Linked DNA regions of Zea mays: regions 1 and 3 are each linked to region 2. A link is a contact called in public Hi-C data. All regions are on one chromosome and are shown on one strand. Each heading gives the region's core, a stretch centred on a gene start, on an enhancer-like site or on the middle of the called end of the contact. The rest is flanking DNA. Distances are from core to core; before and after follow the strand shown.

Region 1 (2,700 bases), core at 29-2,528, 210 kb before region 2:
TCAAATTATTCAAATAAGTGTAGTTCAAACCCCTGCAATCTTCAGAGAGTTCATTTTGTACCATTCCAGTCCATAGAGGAGTGTTTCCCTTATAGATGTTATTTGTGACATTGTTGGCAGTTCTTAGATAGAACAGCCTCCGGCTCTCTTTAACCCATTCTTGTGCAATATTTTGTACTTCTAAGTTGGGATAGAAACGTAGCTTGAAAGCACTGCTTCCTCGAACAGCCATATCTGAGCAATGGGAATAGTCCTGCCTGTCAGTTAAAAGGGTTACCAAAGTTAGGAACCACTAAGCAACATGAAATTACTAAGTCACTGGAAAATGTGTAAAGGGAGAAATTTCAGAGAGTGTGAATAGATTGCAAGGTACAATGACAAGCTTAAGTGTATCGCTATTAGCCGGCAGTGCACTAACAGCGCAGAACAGAACAAACTTGGTACAGTAGGATGTGACACTGGCACACTGCGTCCCCTATGCAGCAGCCGGCTCAACCCGTGAATAGTTGGCAGAGACTGTACTTACAGAGGTCAATACATGGAGCTAATTAGTTGGAAATGAAATAGAAGAGCTCCCGAGACGCAAATCCACGTAGTGACTCACTCTGCGCCCAGAACAATACGAACATCACTCCCGACCCAGCACAGGCACACAACTCAGCACCGCCTAGAGAACGTCCGTTCCACGTAGCCCGAAGAGGATTCAACGGCCTCCGAAGGCCACAACGAACATCGGTTGAGTCGACAGGAAATAAGAGTGATTCGGCACCGCGGCGACTACCTCCTGCACCCGGAAATCGCCAGTGGCGGCGAGGCGCGGCGGTGCAGGGAGAAGGGCGACGAGGCGCGGCGGCGAAGGAGGAAGGGCGGCGACGACGACAGCCACGGGGGCGCCGAGCCGTGGCGCCGCAGCAGTGGCGCCGGCGTCACCTGCGCCGCCACCATCGACCGTGCGGACCGCCTCAGGTTGTACCCGGCTCCTCTCCTCCCCGCAGCGCCGCCGGCGGACAAGGACAAGCAGAAACCGAGGGGCGCCGTTTTCTCGCGGAGCAGGCGCGAGCACGGTCGCGCGGGTGTGCAGGTGCAGGGGACGCTCGTCCGCGGCGCGGCCTAGCGAGAGGAGGCCGGCGAGAGCATTAGGGCGTCGGTGTGATGCAAGATGCGGCTTATTGTGGAGGCCGGGGGAGTGCAGGCGATGGCGGGGGCGGACCGGCGGAGGAGAGCGGGGTTTGGGGGAAGAGGAGGAAAGGGGGACGAGGGTTTAAGCGGCTACTGCCTGCTGGCCTGCTGAACAGCGAAGCGGCGAAATCCGTCTCCGTGATTGGACGGAGAATCCGCATCACCCATTGTGGAAGCGTACTTTGGCTGTGGCGCGAATGATCGGTCATCACCGTGTGGTCAGTCAGTTTCAAAGAAAAAAATATCTATGATCATCTTCTACTCAGCTCTCACTCTGTCTCTGTCTATAGAACTTGATTACAAAATAATAAAGTGTTGTTTACGAAATGTTTGAATGTACTACAGCTAATAGTTAGTGACTAAAATTAGTTGAAGACATCCAAAGACCGCTAATAGTTTAGCTATTAGTTATTTTTAGTAAATTAATTAATAGTTGGCTAGCTATTTGTTAGTTAGATAATTCTATTAGTATTTTTTTAGTTAATTAACTATTAGCTCCAGTACATTCAAACACCATATATATCTCTTTGCAAGATCAAGTCTCATTTGACAGGATCTTTGTTAGCACCGACGATCTAATCAAATGCTCAGTTAAACGTGTACATAGGACTCCTGAAGTTAAAACAAAACTAGAAGCGACAAAGCCAAAGTCATTTTTGTCTTAAAAGCTGAAACCACTAAGAAGTACCTTAAACCCATGGCAGAGCGAGTTTAAAAACGTAGCTTATAGACCCTATTTGTTTTGTCAGAATCGACTATTAGTAACCAAACTTTTTGCTTCAGACCAACTCCAACAACACTGGCTATCCCACTCCGCATCCGCATTATACACGGTCTAAGTCACTATTTCGCTCTCCAACAGCCTTCGTACTTGTCTCCGCAAAATACACGCCCGGTCTTTCACTCCTCATTCTCACGTTGTCTCTCTCATCTCCGTGTATGGCCAGCAAATGAAATGTTTAAAAATCTGACGTCGTGGACCCAAGCTGTCATACACACGAATGCAGATGGTGATTGGAAGACTGCTGGGCGACTTGAACATACGGAGGTTGTACAGCATGCAAAATTGGGATACAGATTGGTGTGTTGCTGGAGTTGGTCATAGGACTCCTGAAGTTAAAACAAAACTAGAAGCGACAAAGCCAAAGTCATTTTTGTCTTAAAAGCTAAAACCACTAAGAAGTACCTCAAACCCATGGCAGAGCGAGTTTAAAAACGTAGCTTATAGACCCTGTTTGTTTTGTCTTCAGGCTGGATTCTGATGGTCAGAATCGACTAGTAGTAACCAAACTTTTTGCTTCTTAGTCTGCTTATGTAAATATCGTTTCTGTAAAAATCGTTTAAACCAACGTGAATGCATAATCTGCTGAGTTGTCGCTACGAGAGGAACTCGCTGAGAACACCTAGAGTGGGTGAATAGGTGATCCTGTAAATTCAACACTAAATTCCAACAAGCTTGATTAAAGAGATATTAGTGCGAGTTAATCAAGTCTATGAGGCAAGCTCTTACGAACACAAACA
Region 2 (2,894 bases), core at 103-2,602:
TGACCGACAAGAGGGTGATAGCTTTGGGAGCAATAGAAAAGGACAAAATCATGGTAGCCAGGGCCTACAACAAGAAGGTCAAAGCAAAGTCATTTCAAGTAGGGGACCTGGTGTGGAAGATCATCCCGCCTCTAAGGAATAAAGACCGAAAGTTTGGGAAATGGTCGCCAAGCTGGGAGGGTCCTTATAAAGTAAAACAGGTAATGTCTGGTAACGCCTATTTACTACAAACATTACAAGGCAAGGATTTGCCCAAGGCTTTGAATGGGCGTTTCCTCAAGCAGTACCATCCTAGTATGTGGCAAGATGTTTAAGAAAACCGATGTAATCACATCGTGTTAAGATGCTTTTGGTTTGCACAGCTCCACCAAAAGGCAGGGGGCATATGTTGGGCACCAAATTGAGAGGGCATACAGTCCGGCCTTGAGGCCGGACGGTCCGCGCGTGCGCAGAGCAGTTTAGGGTTCCGAGTTTTGTGCTACGGTTGTTAGCTAGATTCGAGGAAATAGCTCGGAAATTAGTTTGTAAAGGGTCCAGCCCCCCTCCTCTATAAATAGAGGTATACAACCGATTTGTAATCATCAATCGAATCAATAACACTTCTATTTCGCATTTATTTCCTAGGAGTAGTTCTAGTCTAGTTCTAGTTTAGCATTACAATCCCTAAATTCTTTGCTTCTCTTCGACTCTACGTCGATTAGAGGAGTCTAGGTCGGCCTGCCCGAGCCTAGATAACTCGTAGGATCTCTCCTCCCCGACGGGGTCCCTCCCGGGAGCGAGATCCAGGCGCCGCCGGCGATCTTCCGCCGCTCCTACGCACGCGCGGACCGTCCGGCCCTAGGGCGTGGACCGTCCGGTCGTCAGGCAGGAACCCTAGCCCCACGTCAGGCCGCGGACCGTCCACACCTGTGCAAATAGCACCGCCGTTGGTTCATATTGAGTGATTGGCGCCCTAAAAAGGTGTCAACACAATTATATTTTACGAAACATTTTAGAAAATATTTTACGAAATATTAAGACATGACATGAATATGATGAAATATTTTAGGAAACAATCATATTAAGATCCTATCTTGGAAAAGATAGATGCTCTTACGAAGCACATACATTCGTAATAGTTTATTCAGCTGCGTGGAGAAAATAATAAAAGGAGACATGTCACGTGGATTGTACCCTGAACATACAATTATTTATGCTTAAACAAAATGCCCACAAAACTGTGGAAGCAGAAAACTTCCCTGCTAAAAAAATAATATATGAAGTAACTTGAGTACTTGACAACTAGTAGTACTGAAAATATAGTTGAGGCTAGTAGTGGTGGGGAAGAAAGAGGCTGACATCCTGAAGCCACCAGAATGAGGAACCAAAACCAAACAACACCAATGGGCGGCGCGGCGATATAGCTAGGGTAGAGTAGTTCACTTCCCCATCACCCTCTCTCGGTCTCGGTCTCTCCTCCCCTCCTACGCCAATTGCTACCCGTCGTCGCGTCGCCCCCCTCCTACCGTCCTACGTCTTCCACCTCTCCCCGCTTCCTCTTCCTCCCTGCTGAGCGGAAGCGCGCAAGCAATCGCTGCCTTTTCTTGGCGTGCGCAGCTCCTGGTCGGCACGGCAGCCCCCCGCGGGATCTCGCTTGCTGGCCTGGCCGCGCGACATTGAGGCGGGGCGCCTGGAGCTCGGAGCCGCCGTAGCTGGTGTTGGTGCCTCGGAGCCGATCGGGTGTCTGGTTCCTGATTTGATCTGCAGCTGCAGCTGCGGCGGCGGCGGCCGACATGGCGGCTTCGGGAGGGCTCGAGCAGTGGCAGAAGGACGGGTTCTTCCAGGCGGCCGAGGAGGTGCAGGAGTCCGCGGACTTGTGAGTGCCTTCGTCATCCTGGCTTCGATTCGTTGCGCCAGGGGCTTCAAAACTTTTAACTTTATGTATATATATGCATGTCTACCTCTTGGCGATTGTCTTTGCCGTGAATTTTGATCGATCCCTTTTTCGAAGGTTGGATTGCTGTTCCTTTATTTTGTGGATTATGGGTGTGCTGTGTTTAGGATGGGATTCTGATCTGAACCGTGCTTGTTCGCGGTCCTTGCAGACTCGAGAACTCTAGACTCTTGAATTTTATATTAATTTTTTATTAAGTGATTGTTAGGCTAGGTTGTGAATTGTGTAAGATGAGATTTGGATGCTTATTTTCTCTCTGATTGGTTAACTGCTGGCTCTATTTGTCCGTTCTCTCCTTCTATTAGTTGAGATTGTGATTTCGTAAAAAAAAACTGGTTCTTTGGTGGCACCTCATATCTTATTGGGTTCATTTATGTCGCTATTTTGTATTGTATGGTTTGGCCAAGTAGTGCTATGTTCTAATCAAGTCAGCTTTGCTTCAGTTGACAGTTCTATTTGTTAATTTAGTCGTGCAATGCTGCTTGGGGGGGTTGTGACAATATGATACAAACTCTGGTTGAAACAGACATTTACACTTGCATATAGTCAAATGCATCCAGGCCAACCTAGATTTGGATCCAAATTTATCGAATTGGCGATCTCTCCTTGTAGGATGGAATCAGTCTATAGAACTTGGATGCGTGAGCGTAGTAATGGATCTGGCTCAGAGGAGGTAGACGATTTGCAAAGGGAGCTTCAGACAGCTTTAGGAACTGCAAAATGGCAGGCATGCTTTTACCTAAACCCCTTTACACTAGCTGACTTGTGGTCTTGTTAATTATTACTAGCGATTGTCTGTGCAGTTGGAGCAGTTTGAGAGGGCTGTAAGTTCAAGCAACGATAAGTATTCATTGGAAGAAGGTACAGTAGCACGGCGTCGGCAGTTTGTTGTAGCCATTGAGGATCAGATATCTCGTGTAGAGAAAGAAATAAATGGTTCTTTAATGGACAATGGCGGGCA
Region 3 (2,825 bases), core at 63-2,562, 130 kb after region 2:
GGCTACATTTCAACTCACAATGAACTAAGTGCTACCTCCTTTGCTCACGATGTGTGTCATGGTTTTCATTGATGATATATTTGTTTATAGCACAAGTTGGGCTGCTCACTTGGACCACCTTCAAGTTGTTTTTGACATCTTAGATACTCATCAGTTCAAAGTCAAACTCTCTAAATGTTCATTTTCTCACACCAGTTTACACTACCTTGGTCACATCATTAGCAAAGATGGGGTTGCAACTAATCCAGACAAAGTTGAGGTAGTGAAATCTTGGCCCACACCAAGATCATCAAAGATGTCGCAGTTTTTTGGGTTTAGCCAGATACTATCGCAAATTTGTGCATAATTTTAACATCATGAGTCGTCCTCTTATCTTTACTCAAGAAAGGCCAGTATTTGTTTGGACAGATGAGCATGGGAAGGCCTTCTAGGCTCTTAAAAATGCTTTGATTTTGGCTCCGATTCTTGCCCTTCCTAATTTCACCAAACCCTTCGAATTGGAAACAAATGCCAACGATGTAGGCATTGGAGCTGTCCTTCACCAAGCCTACCATTCGATTGCATTCGTCAGCAAAGCTTTAGGACCTCGTTATCAAGCCCTTTTAACATACGAAAAAGTCACACGTGGACCCATGGGCGGGGTGGCGGGTGGCTAACCTCTTGGATGTGTGCTTAAAAAGGTTGGGAGAGTTAGAGTTAGTTGTTGGGCTTATTGACTACAAGAGTGCACACCTAATTTTACCGCGTGAATATTACGTATGGGTAATCGGGTTCGAGTTCTGCTTTTCTGTATCCATATCCATTATCCAATGGAGCAAGAATTTCTCCCCCATCTATACCGTGGAGATTAAAATCTTCCCATATCCTAACCCTAAGGGCTAATTTGATAACCTCATTTTTTAAAGAGATTTTCTGTTTTCTTAAGGAAAAATAAATTAGTTTTCTTTAGAAAATATTTTTTTTAAAAAATAAAGTTGTCAAACTAGCCAAAATAGTCATAAGAGAGGATAAAGCAATTTCCTATGAGTTATCGGGTGTCGAATTAAAACCTCTGGTTCACCCGCTTCTTCTCAGAATTCCAAATTTATCGGCCGAATGAGAAGAAATTTGTGATTTTGCCACTCTTAATTTTGGTTGTCTGTTATTATGTCATTCCATGTCTATAACTGGTGAGACCATCTGTATCTATGATTTATGGTTCGATGACATAATGACGAAGCCCACAAATCATAATGCAAAATTGCCAATTTCTCGCCGAACGAGTTCACCCATCGCCCAGTTCTCTCTTCTCTTTCTTTCTTCCCCTTCCTACACCGCCGCACCCCACTCCCAGATCCCACTGCTCCCCAGATCCGCGCCCGAGCCCTAGTCCCCAGATCCGCCGCGGCGCCGGAGATCTACTCCTCGTCTTGGCGTCCGCGGCGCCATGGCGTGCCTCGCGATCTCTCTGCAGCCGGTGAACGGCCCGGACATCCTACTGCAAACGCGGTCCTGGTTCCCCGTCTCCCGCGCCCTCGCCGCCGTCTCCGCCTTTCGCCTCGCGCGCCTCCACCTTGCACGCGGCAAGCAACAGTCCTCCTCATCCTCCGCCTCCTCGGCCTCGCTCGACGCCATCGGCGACGACCCGCTCGCCGCCGCGTCCGGGCAGCTCGTTGTCGGCGTCGAGTCACAGTACCGCGTGGTGTACCGCCTTGTCAACTCCATCTACGTTCTGGGTGTCACCACCGCAGGCTCTGACCATGCTGCCCCTGCTGTCAACGCCTTCGCCGTCGCCGACGCTGTCAACCAGTCCGTCTCCGTCGTCGTTGCAGCCTGCCGTGGCGTCGACGTCACCCCTGAGAAGGTGCACCGCAAGTACCCTGAGGTCTATCTCGCTCTCGACCTCGTCCTCCACGGCGTTGGCTCCGTCCGCCTCTCTCAGATCCTCGCCACCATCCATGGCGACAACCTCGCGCGCATGGTCAACTCCTCGCCCGACGCCGAAGCCCGGGCCCGTGGCGCGGATCCCTGGCCCGTCGTCGAACACCTCGCGCAGGACCGCCACGCTGCGAGGGAGGGCTTCTCGGGCGCCTCTTTCGAGCTTCCCCAGGAGACGCTCGCGGCTGGTGACGAATTCTCGTCTAACATCGCCCCCGCGACCACTGTTGCTACTGGGGATGAACCACCACCTGAGGAGGCAGCACCTGTGGAAAAGGATCCTTTCGCAGCCAGTGACCTGATTAACAACAAACCGGAGGAGGCATTGGTGGGTGGGTTCAAAAAGAACAAAGAGACTGCCCTTGTGGTTGCTGATCCTGCAGCTGCGCTAGCTGGATTGGAGGTTACGACTTTGCCACCAGCTGAGGCGACTAAGCCGACATTTATTGGAGTTGAAGGGTTTGAGGGTGATTATGGTGGCATTGAGTTTGGCAACGATGAGACTTCACTTGCTGAGGCATTTGAAGGGCTCAATGCGCCATTTGGTGGTGGCCTGGATGCTTCTGAGTTTGTTACAACAACGAAGAAGGATCACAAGGACAGGACCGTCACTGGGCTTGAGTTGCTAGTAGCAAGTGGGCAGCCACCGAATGCAGCTGCTGGTACTCCATTGGAGAATCTCTTGCTGACTAAGCGCGCAGAAATGACCGCTCCTGAGTTGTTTATTGCTGAGGAGATCAATGCAGAATTCAAGGAGTCTATTCTTGTGCGTGTTGGATTGAAGGGTACAATCTTCCTGCGGACCTTGCCACTGAATAAGGCAGCGGGTAAGGAGACAGAGTTCTCATTTCGTCTTGAGGGCACATCAGGAATGAAGAGGGCTGCATTGCAGAGTAATGTCTTGAGTA

The links. A called contact is a pair of places that touch in the nucleus more often than the background predicts.
Region 1: a Hi-C map of endosperm shows a contact between it and region 2, with 2.6 times the contacts expected there. The contact joins the promoter of LOC103641202 here to the promoter of LOC100272494 in region 2. A contact is called at or near these places in 2 of 25 Hi-C or Micro-C datasets (endosperm and leaf).
Region 3: a Hi-C map of endosperm shows a contact between it and region 2, with 2.3 times the contacts expected there. The contact joins the promoter of LOC100383614 here to the promoter of LOC100272494 in region 2. A contact is called at or near these places in 3 of 25 Hi-C or Micro-C datasets (endosperm, leaf and tassel).

The regions. Positions count from the first base shown.
Region 1 is chr10:72,278,966-72,281,665 of Zm-B73-REFERENCE-NAM-5.0, reverse strand. It overlaps LOC103641202 (DNA polymerase I A, chloroplastic), which reads right to left and starts at 1,278. Exons shown (of 12, transcript XM_020545706.2): 1 at 782-1,278; 2 at 1-257. The coding sequence starts at 945.
Region 2 is chr10:72,068,864-72,071,757 of Zm-B73-REFERENCE-NAM-5.0, reverse strand. It overlaps LOC100272494, which reads left to right and starts at 1,352. Exons shown (of 5, transcript NM_001146963.1): 1 at 1,352-1,855; 2 at 2,546-2,660; 3 at 2,737-2,894. The coding sequence starts at 1,773.
Region 3 is chr10:71,936,930-71,939,754 of Zm-B73-REFERENCE-NAM-5.0, reverse strand. LOC100383614 reads left to right here and starts at 1,312. Exons shown (of 1, transcript NM_001176262.1): 1 at 1,312-2,825. The coding sequence starts at 1,427.